Linked DNA regions of Zea mays: region 1 is linked to region 2. The links are chromatin contacts, called in public Hi-C maps. All regions are on one chromosome and are shown on one strand. Each heading gives the region's core, a stretch centred on a gene start, on an enhancer-like site or on the middle of the called end of the contact. The rest is flanking DNA. Distances are from core to core; before and after follow the strand shown.

The links. Hi-C and Micro-C count contacts between places; a contact is called where the count stands out from the background.
Region 1: a contact with region 2 is called in a Hi-C map of tassel, with 3 times the contacts expected there. The contact joins the promoter of LOC103629391 here to the enhancer-like site in region 2. A contact is called at or near these places in 3 of 25 Hi-C or Micro-C datasets (ear, leaf and tassel).

Annotation. Positions count from the first base shown.
Region 1 is chr6:69,177,957-69,183,767 of Zm-B73-REFERENCE-NAM-5.0, reverse strand. It overlaps LOC103629391 (DNA-directed RNA polymerase III subunit 2), which reads right to left and starts at 3,808. Exons shown (of 38, transcript XM_008650527.3): 1 at 3,369-3,808; 2 at 3,186-3,288; 3 at 2,691-2,812; 4 at 2,528-2,620; 5 at 180-246; 6 at 7-97. The coding sequence starts at 3,400.
Region 2 is chr6:69,015,011-69,020,109 of Zm-B73-REFERENCE-NAM-5.0, reverse strand. No RefSeq gene overlaps it. Among protein-coding and RNA genes, the nearest start is that of LOC103629391, 160 kb to the left of the region's middle. Within about 2 kb of position 3,574, at least 20 of the 20 cell types and tissues checked have an H3K27ac peak or open chromatin away from gene starts, as enhancers often do. A contact at or near this core is called in ear, leaf and tassel, where this site is marked.

The DNA.
Region 1 (5,811 bases), core at 2,559-5,058, 160 kb before region 2:
ATATACCATATTTTGCTAGTTCAGCTTCATCCTTTTCATACAGAATACAGGCATGGCTTCTTAGCATAATAGGCATGTAGCCAATGATAAAGTTATTCTGAAGAAAAAAGGAAAACAGAAGGCCAACTTAGTTACCAGATCAAGAAAACAAAAGAGTTTTCAATCAGATGGATAGGTACCTTTCTTCTCACTTCATGCTGCTTTCCGACAGTGTATTCGATATGAACTTTTATGGGAGCAGAGTAACTGAAACAATAAAGAAAATTTGAGCAAGCACGACAACTGATAGGACAAACAGAATTTGAACACGCAGAAGCATGCACTGGGAATATAAACCACCACTGTACCACCAAAATAGTCAAGCTATTGTTGTGCAACAGATCTACAAATGCCACCATTGATCAGCATGTCAAGCTTTCAGGTTGCAAACCAAGAGCAATCCTCCCTTGGTGCTTCATGAAACATCTCCCACCACTATGCACTATTATCATGCATAATGAAAAATTAATTTCCTACCTCTCTACCCATTTAACAATTCCATCAAGTCAGATTGATAGAGTTTCCCATATCAGTCTATCTTCAACAACCATCCTGGCACTCCACATGCCCCCTGGCATGACTAAGGTTTGTCCGTTGGTGGCAGCCAAGTAGTAGTGCTTGTACCATCCTGGAACTTGGGTGTAGAAGCGACCACTCCAAGAGCAAGAAGTTGATAGTTGATACATAGGTCTAAAACATCTTGAACTTTGACTACAAAACCTGAGAGGCAAGAGCATATCACAGGAGGTAGATGAATCAAGCGGTTGAATGAGTAACATGCCTTGACCCACATATTGACTGGCAACTTTTGTCCCTTTTTTCCATGGAACAAAATAATTATTCCTATTTCCATACCATCCACGCTTGGTCCAAAGTTCGCTTGCATCCGTGCTCGGACCACAGTCCCTAGCTGTGCATATTCATGCCGGCCATCATGCTCTTCCTGCAGCAATCACCGTCTCTCCTGTGTCCTCATCCAGCACGACCAGATTCAGTACACATGCTGCCTGCCTGACGTGAGCATCTGGCAGGTTGTGGACAGGATCAGAGACGCCCTCAGCTTCAGATTAGTGTGTGCACCTACTGAGAATAACCACAGTATGTGTTGCCCGTCCTGATTGTTGTTTTCACCTATCCTGATAATAGTAAGAGTTTGCAAAAATGCAAAGGAAATGGTGGAGTAGCCATCACTTGTGCCCATGTAATACTTCAAGATCAGCGTAGAGCGTAGTCAAGAGTTAACCAGAGACCAAGACTGGGCTAATCACACACGCATTGGGAAACCATGAAAGGGCACATTGCACGCTAAAGTAATATAGCCACGAGATCTAGGCTAGGCGCAGGCGTCGCAAGTTGAAGCAGCAGCCTTGCAGGCACTCAATTCCACAACTTGAGCCAGTATCAGACACGCTGCTTTCTCGTTTGAGCCAGCAGCCCAGCAGGTGCAAACTTTTGCTGGTGGTAGACAAAATTGGTTACAAAAATCAACAGTGGCAGTCCTCTGATTTGGGATGGTGACACTGGGAAACAAAGGGCCTGCTAGGTACAACTTAATAGTTTATAATGTGCTTATGACTAGAGAATGCTTGGTCACGCTTCTCACCACTTGCCCCATTAGTACTAAAACACATAAGGTAGGTCAAACCTGCTTTTTCTAACCACATTTTTCCTCCATTTGTGCAACTTTCCAGGGAAGAGTTTATTAGAGAAGCTGCACCCTTTGGGCCTGTTCATTTGGGATTATAATCTGTCCAGGTTATATAATCTAACTTATTTTGAACTAACACGCAGTTCAAAATATATTCAGTTGGGATTTCTGCAGCCTCCTGCAATGGAGCGTGTGCAACACCGTATCTCTTTGTATGCAGACAATGTCATTATGTCTTTAAACTATGTTTTAACGTCGTTTTAATAACATTGCAAAACAGGGCCAAAGAACTCACCACATCATCAGCGAAGGAGGAAAAGGAAAAGATAGAAGGAAAAAAGGGCTAATTAGGACAACGGGCTGCTCACTAGAGGCAACAAACAAGAGGAAAAGAATCTAGCGCAACAATGAAGCTCTGGTACCATGTTAAGTTGTTAACAATAGCACATCTCTGTTCAATATGCCTTAAGGTTAATATACAACTACAAAACAGCGCATACTGTTCAATATGCCCTTAAGGCTAGTATACTATGACAAGAGGTGCATGCATACACACATGGAAAGAAACACATAAAGGAAATGTAAATAAGTATATTTACATCTAACATCATCAACATCTACAATAAGAAATATGATGTGGACAGCCTGAATTATGCTAGGAAACAAAACAATACCAGAGCCATAATAATGCCACATAAATCTTATTGCTTATTCCATCTAGCTCAAATGATGTGTAACATAACGTCTCTTGTTTTCTTAGTTGCAAGTACAAACTACAAACTGATGCAAATGAGGAAATGGATTTACGTTAAAAAATATACGAGGAAATGAAAGGCTTACGTGCGGTCAGTAAGGCGGCAAAAATGTGGTGTGATATTTTCAATGTTATACTCTACATGTACCGAGGGCATGCCAACATGCACACCAAGGTACCTGCAATGTGACAACAAAATAGATATTTAACAATAGTTAGAATACATATTACACAAATTGACAAGCATACCTAAGGTAAATGGATGGATCGTTGCGCGCTTCAATTCGGTTGTTTGCCTCAACGATCTTCTTGATTCCTTTGTTGACAAAGTAGTTAAATGAGTCGATGTGCTCCTTCACAAGCCCTCTAACCTGTTGTTTACATCCATCAAAGAAAAAAACTAAATCAAGGCAAGAGCTTAAAATTGAAAATCCATTGGCGCATAAAAACAAGTGCATGAGTTGATAGGAGTGACCAATGAACAAAATGAGTCGTAAATTAGAAATAGATACAAGATAACCCAAGCAAGTATAGAACAAGCAAGGAGCTAATCTGCGGCTAACAGTTTATAAATCATGCACTAAGGTGTGACTGTAACAAACCACATGGTAATAATCGGGTTAACACACGAAAACTACTGGATAGGCCCGTGAATGCAGGGAGCATTAAAAGTGAGTGTGACAAAATTGTTGGATAATAAATCAACAGGCAGCAGCTTCTGCTGAATGAAAACGTCATGCTGACCTTGAGGAAGGCCGGGAGGAGCGCGAACTTGTCGACAGGCTTCCTCACCGGCGCTGCTAACGAACGGTATGTCGGTAATGGCACTGTGTCGGCCACCGTGCCGCTGCACGAAGCAAAAAAAAAGGAAGAAGAGGTGAGGGTTTGGAGATGTCGGGGCGGTTCGTGGTGGAGGAGGCGAGCTACCTTTGGCTGTCGTCTTTGGTGGGCACGGTCATGGCAGAGGGGCTTGAAAGCAGAGTGCGGAAGAGAAGCCAGGCGACGCGGAAATTTAACGGCAAGAGAGGCGCCGCTTTCACAGGTGCGCTGCCCTCCTGCTGTTGTCGTCTTTGGGGTCCGAGGCCGACGATAGCAAAGAAAAGAGGCGACGCCGGCGGGCAAGAGGAGAGTGGAATTCAGCAGATGCGCCGGAAGGGCGGAGGGGCGTGTTGCAACCCCAGAACCTGCGCCGTCACAGGCGCTCAAGGCCGGCTAGCCTGTGGCCGTGGACGAGAGGGAAGAATAGAGGAGGAGGGCCGAGAAGGCGAGAACCGAGAGAGAAGAAGGGAAGAGCACTTGCGTTGCGTGGTGCGCGAACCGGCAAAGGAACTGGCGGCGGCTGACGATCGAGGAACGAAGGCATATATAGGGTTTAAAGGGTTTAAACGGCCCAATTTAATGGGCCGGGCTGCTTGACGAGCCAAACACGGCCCTCACGCTTTCCTCCGGACTTAGGTCGCGACTTGATGGATGACCGTCCGTCGAGGTAGACGTAGGGTGGATATCGAGCAGCTCGGCTCGACCGATATCGGATACCATAAATAAGGGTACCCTAACACTTCTAAACTCGGCTGGTAATCACCATCAGCGCAAACTGTAGAGGCTGATGGGTACAGTTCAGATCAAGGCTTCGTCTACTCAAGGACGCAATCTCGCCTCGCCCGAACCCAGCCTTGGGCGGGAACAGTAGTCCCGGACGGATTCACGTCTCGCCCGAGGGCCTCCTCAAGCAACAGGCGCTCCCTCGACTCGCCCGAAGCCCAGCTCGGACAGGCTTCGTAGTGAAGCAACCATGGCCAAATCGCCTCACCAACCGACCGTATCGTAGGCGCATTCAATGCAAGGATCGTCTGGCACCTTATCCTAACACATGTGCCTCAGTCGGCAAGGTCGAAGTGACCACAGTCACTTCGCCCTCCCACTGACTGACTTGACAGGAAAACAGCGCCGCTCGCCCCTCTCCAACTGTTGTGCCACACGCCAAGGTGAAACTGACAGCAGCTGAGTCCAGCCTCAGGCGCCACAGGAAGCTCCGCCTCGCCCGACCTTGGGCCTCGGCCTCAGGAGAAGTCTCCGTCTCGCCCGACCCCAGGGCTCGGCCCCCGCCTCGGTCTCGGAAGATGGACTCCGCCTCACCCGACCCTAGGGCTCGGCCTCAACCTCGACCTCGGAAGGTGGTCTCCGCCTCGCCCGACCCCAGGGCCCGGCCTCAACCTCGACCTCGGGAGGAATCGCGTCCTCGCACGACCCCGGCCTCGGCCTCAGGAGGAGTCTCCGCCTCGCCCGACCTCGGGCTCGGACCGACCACGCCACAGGGGGTACATCATTACCCTACCCCTAGCTAGCTCAGGCTACGGGGAACAAGACCGACGTCCCATCCAGGCTCGCCCCGGTAACAAGTAATGATGGCTCCCCGCGTGCGTCCATGGCGACGGCGGCTCTCAGCCCCTTACGGAAGCAAGGAGACGTCAGCAAGGTCCCGACAACCCCGACAGCTGTGCTTCTACAGGGCACAAACGCTCCTCCGACGGCCACGGCACCATGTACACAGCCACACAGGGCACTAGCACCTCTCCGACAGCCACGTTGGCATGTACATAGGGCTCCGACTCCTCTCTACCGGACACGTTAGCATATCGCTACACCCCCATTGTACACCTGGACCCTCTCCTTGCATCTATAAAAGGAAGGGCCAGGGCCCTCATACGAGAGGGTGGTCGCGCATGACTCTCTCTCTCCCTCGCGAACGCTTGTAACACCTACTGCAAGCGCATCCACTCCGGCGCAGGACAACACGAGGCCGCAGTTTTCCCCCCTTTGTGTTCCGTCTCGCGCCAACCCATCTGGGCTGGGGCACGCAGCGACAATTTACTCGTCGGTCCAGGGACCCCCCGGGGTCGAAACGCCGACAGTTGGCACGCCAGGTAGGGGACTGCTATGTGTTGACGAACAACTTCCCGTCAAGCTCCAGATGGGTAGTCTCCAGCAACCTCTTCAGCCCGGGACGCTGCTCCGTTTCGGGAGTCTCGAGTTCATGTCCCTCGACGGCAGCTACGACATGGTACTCCTTCCCCCACAGTGCGACAGCGACAACGACGGCCGTCAGCCCGCCCGGCGGCGGCGGACTCGGCGACGTTTCCCCCCCATGGCGGAAGATCAGCATCCGGGTTTGTCCTGTCGCCTTCCTCGCCGCAGGAGCAGGAGGCGGGGAAACCGTGGCCAAGCAGGAGGCGGCACCTCGTTGGCTATCGAGCGAGTCGACGACGCAGGCGCCCCAGCGGGGGACATGTCGGGCGTAGACCTCGCGCCTGAGACGACGACGAGCGACATTTCCCCGCAACACGCCAACCCCAAGCGGACAGATGACGCC
Region 2 (5,099 bases), core at 2,325-4,824:
AGATGCCTTGAGTCGGAGGAGCACGTCCATGCAGCTATTTTCACCTAGCTACCTAATGAGTTAGTTCAAGATTTTAGAAGACTCAACCTGGGAATAGTTGCACACACTAAAGGGATTACTATTGAAGTGGAACTTACCTTAGAGCAGGAAATCCGCAAAGGACAGATCGATGATGCTAAAATCCAAGAGATCAAAGATCTTACTAAAGGTAGAGGTCCCGAATTCACGGAGGATGAGCAAGGCACAATATGGTTCAAGAACCGAATATGAGTTCCTGAGATTGACAGCCTCCATGAGACTATACTGAAGGAAGCCCATGACTCCAATTACTCTATTCATCCTGATAGCACTAAGATGTATCAGGATCTGAAGCAAAAGTACTAGTGGTATGGGCTGAAAAGAGATGTAGCTACACACGTGGCTTTGTGTGATGTTTGTCAAAGAGTCAAAGCTGAACATCAAAGACCAGTTAGACTAATGCACCCGTTAAAGGTACCCAAATGGAAGTGGGAAGAAATTGGTATGGATTTTATTACCGGGTTGCCTCGCACCTCGAAGGGTCATGATTCTATATGGGTGATCATGGATGGATTGACCAAAGTGGCTCATTTCATTCCAGTCATTACTAATTATAAAGGTTCTCAGCTGGCAGAGTTATACATGGCTCGAATTGTGTGCTTACACGGTGTACCAAAGAAGATTGTTTCTGATCGTGGATCTCAATTCACCTCAAGGTTTTGGAAGAGTCTTCATGAGAACATAGGTACGAAGTTGAACTTCAGTTCGTCCTATCATCCTCAAACTGATGGCCAAACTGAGAGAACTAACCAAGTATTAGAGGATATGTTGAGAGCTTGTGACCTTAAGCATGGAGGCAGTTGGGACAAGAGTCTACCATATACTAAGTTCTCTTATAACAATAGTTACTAGGCTAGTCTGAAGATGTCACCATTTGAAGCTTTATATGGCAGAAAGTGCAGAACTCCTCTCTATTGGGATCAGACTCGAGAAAGACAGTTCTTTGGACCTGAAATTATTCAAGAGGCAGAAGAACAAGTCCGTATGATACGGTCATACAGGAGAACTTGAGGGTAGCATAGACCCGGCAGAAGAGCTATGCTGATAATCGAAGGAGGCCACTCGAATTTGAGGAGGGTGATCATGTGTACCTCAAGGTGTCACCAATTCATGGAATGAGGAGATTCGAAGTTAAAGACAAGTTATCCCCTCGCTTTATTGGACCCTTCAGAATCTTTAGGCGAGTTGGGGAGATGGCCTACCAGCTTGAACTACTTGACCATCTGTCTGATGTGCACGATGTGTTCCACGTGTCTCAACACAAGAAGTGTCTCTTTGTCCCTAAGGAACAACTACCAATGGAAGAACTTAGTATGCAGGGTGATCTAACTTACACGAAGTATCCTATCAAGATTATTGAAACTTGGACTCGGGTTACAAGGAATAAGGTGATAAAGATGTGCAAAGTGCAATGGAGTCACCATGGTGAAGATGAGGCTACTTGGGAGAGAGAAGAAGAGCTTCGAATAGAATTTCCCCACCTCTTCCATTTTTCCTAGCAAGTTTTCAATGGCTTCTTAGGAGCTAGCTAACTTAGCTTTAAGTTTTTCATTTTTTAGTAAGACTATCATCGGTAGCTGTGGATGGAGCACTAGACTCTAATTGCTCAAATTTAGTTGATAACTCACAATTCAAATTTGCAAATGTTTCAAATTTTTCTAGCAAACATTTATAATTATTTTGTGAGCTAATCAACTTATTTTTTAAAAGTTTTAAGTTGAGCCTTTTGTTTAGTGCATACATCCTAAAAAAATTTTACGGCTTCCGCAAGCTCATCTACGGAGGGCTTTCCCTCACCTTCATCATCACTACTGCTATCGTCACTAGAGGTTGGAATACTCATTTTACCTCTTGCCATAAGGCACTTGTGTGATGACCGTGATGTGTTTGATGAGGATCGGTGGCTGCACGTCCTTGAAGGTTCATCTTCGCTTGAAGAGTTACCCCCAAGTTTTGACACTTGTAAGCACCTTGCCTTTGCTCCTCCCCTTTGTGGGTTTGGCCATATTTGGACAGCTGTCCCTAAAGTGGTCCTTCTCGCATGCAAAGCATTCTCTCTTTCTTTGTTTTTTCATGTCAATGTTAAAGAGAAGATCCTCGACCTATAAGGGCACACCCATTAGATTAATCTTGCGGATCATCCCCATTACCTTTCTGACGCGTCGTGTAATACCCAATTTGTAAAAAGCATAAGAAATGAAATTATTTCCTATATATGTGTAGCCTCTACTTATTAACACATGTGAACACCACATTTAAAAGTAAATAATTAACAAATCACACATCACTAATTTGTGCATCATGTTGGCTTTTATTTGTATGTGCATTTAATAATAATAGTAGTCACATTAATGGAAATAAATTAATATCCAAATTGGGGATTTAGTGACTAACTTGAATATTTAGAAATGGGAATTTACAAATAAAAGAAGAGAAAGGGAATACTATATACAAAAAAATATATATATAAATAAATATATTGTTCCTACACTAGGATTTGAATTTGTACATTTAGCTCAACGTGTGCAACCCAACAAAATTTGAATTTAAATTTGAAATCTGAAAATAGGAAGAAGAGAAAACAAAAAAGAAAAAGAAAAAAAGAAAAGGGGAAAACCATGCGCTTGAGCCGGCCTCTGTTCTGCTTGGCCCAATTTCATCCACGCGTCAGCCCAGTCCGCGAGGGGGAAAGTTGCGGCGACATGTGGGGCCAGCGCGTCAGCCGCCTTGTGTCATTCGCGCCAAGTTCGCTGCCAGTGGGACCATGTTGCCAGTGTCTGTCGCAAGCGCGGTAGGTATGCCGAAACCTCCTCGTCGAGATCCACGGGGATGGCCGACGCAACAACCCTCCCCAGGTTTCCTGGCTCCGGCTGACTCGGCAAGCATCCGCGTGGTTATATATGGGGGAAGGGTCCCGTCGACCGTGCTCACAGAGACCTCCCGAGAACCTCGCCGCCATTGGAGAGAATCAGAGAGGGGGAGAAACAACGCCGTTGTGGACAATCGTTTCTAGAGCTTTGGCGCTGGTATGAGTCCTCGCAATCCGTTCATCTCGTCACTGTAATCGCGATTAACACTCCAGGACTTGGGATGGGGTAATTGAGCACTGGGAATCTCTCACCGAAATTTGCATTTCGTGGCGGCTTCGTGTGCTACTATGGATAGGCTCAGCAACCCGCTGGTTCACCATTTTTGGGCCACAGCTGGGTTCGCCCTAGTTTCCTCTTCATGTAGCACTAGGCGGGGTTCGGGCAGTGCTCCGATGTGTGGTAGATCCTGTCGCCAGCACAAGGGCTGCCGTGTATCGGGCTTGCGCCGCCGTCTATTGAGGTGGGAGGAAGAAGACAAACCTTTGTTGTTCGATCTTTGTTGAACGACTGGGATTAAAAGCTTGGTAGTGATTCAATCGGAGCGAGTGGCGACCATTGATGCAGAATCCAGTGGTGGAGATCCGATCTAGGATTCATTAAGCCCTGAACGTTGATCTTGAATCGTGTGGCTCCTGCTCCAACCGGTTTGCGGGAAATAGGATCTGAATCTGATCTGGCTCGTGTCAACGGATACCCCTTCGCCATTTCATTTTTACATAAGAGACCCCCGGATTTATTGATATTGACCCCCAGTACAGCTCTGGGCGCTCTGTGTCATGGACCTTTTGCGCAGTTGCCCTTGCGCTTTCTGTTATTATGGTGCACGGTCCAGGGAAATATAAAATCAAAGAAATTCATTTCGAAATGATTTTTAATGCAAAAATAATTGTAGAAACTTGTATAATTCATAGAAAATTCATGCTGACTCCTTTTTAGTCCATTCTAGTTTCTATAATTTGTAATAATATTGTTTATCACTTAGTGCCACTGTTTTAACATGAAAGCCACATTAGAATTGATCACTCAATTAATCTTGTACCAAACACATAAGTACTTCGGAAAATCATTACTTAAAATCCGTAACTCTAAATTTAATGATTCTTTTCCTACAGTCTCGTTATGATACGTAGATTATTATTATGAATTCTGTATTTATGTTTAGTGTGATGTTAATTTCTGCTATGCCATGTTTGTTTATACTGTTGTGAGTAGACGAGCAAGCCACAGATGATCCAGGTGTTCAGTAGGTAGAAGTTGCTGAGCAGGAGCTCGTTAAAGGCAAGTTGTGCCCTTAATCACTTTATTTACCCAATAATGTTCTTTATAATCACTCTATCCTGCATAGGCTTATTTTTGATGAGACCCAATAGGTCACCCTAGTTTAATTATCTTTTCACCTTGTTTACCCCTGAACTTTTGGGTAGTCATTGCTATTGCTATACTTGGTTTTGGGCATTGAGATAACTATTACACTTGTTCATTCTTTATTACTGTTCTATTCCTGTTTTTGATAAGACAATTATGTTAATTGGAACATCGAGCTTAACTTGAGAAACACGTGCCACCACAAGGGTGGAATGAGACGCCCTTGGCTGACTAACTAGGAAAGCTAGTGGAGGACTACCTTACCCGATAGGGGCAAGGGCAGTAGGGGAGTAGGCGTGTAGGGAGGTTCCCGGGTTGATTTTGCTGTGATGGCGGTCAGACGGGGATTCCTGTATTGCTCTTCCTAGAAACTGTAGCGGGTTTTCTGAAGGTAGTGGAACTTTGTAAAGGCCTCATAGTGGATCCCTAGCCATTCACCTTGGTAGTGTCTAAGGGTCTAGCTAACCCTGGAAACATGGGATACACGACTTGTGGGTACAGGGTACAGGGTACAACCTCTGCAGAGTGTAAAACTGGTATACTAGTCGTGCTTGTGGTCATGAGCAACTCAAGACTCTTGCATGATTAAATTATAGAATTAAATTCAATTTGTCATTTGCATCGCTTTGGGATTTATTATTAATTTTGATCTACTATTACTCTGGTTTGGTCTTTACTTATATTTAGTAACTGCTAATAAAATTTGACCAACTTATTAAAAGCAATGCTCAGCTTTAACCCCTTATCGTTGATCAACCTTACACTTCACATAAACTCCCACCTTTG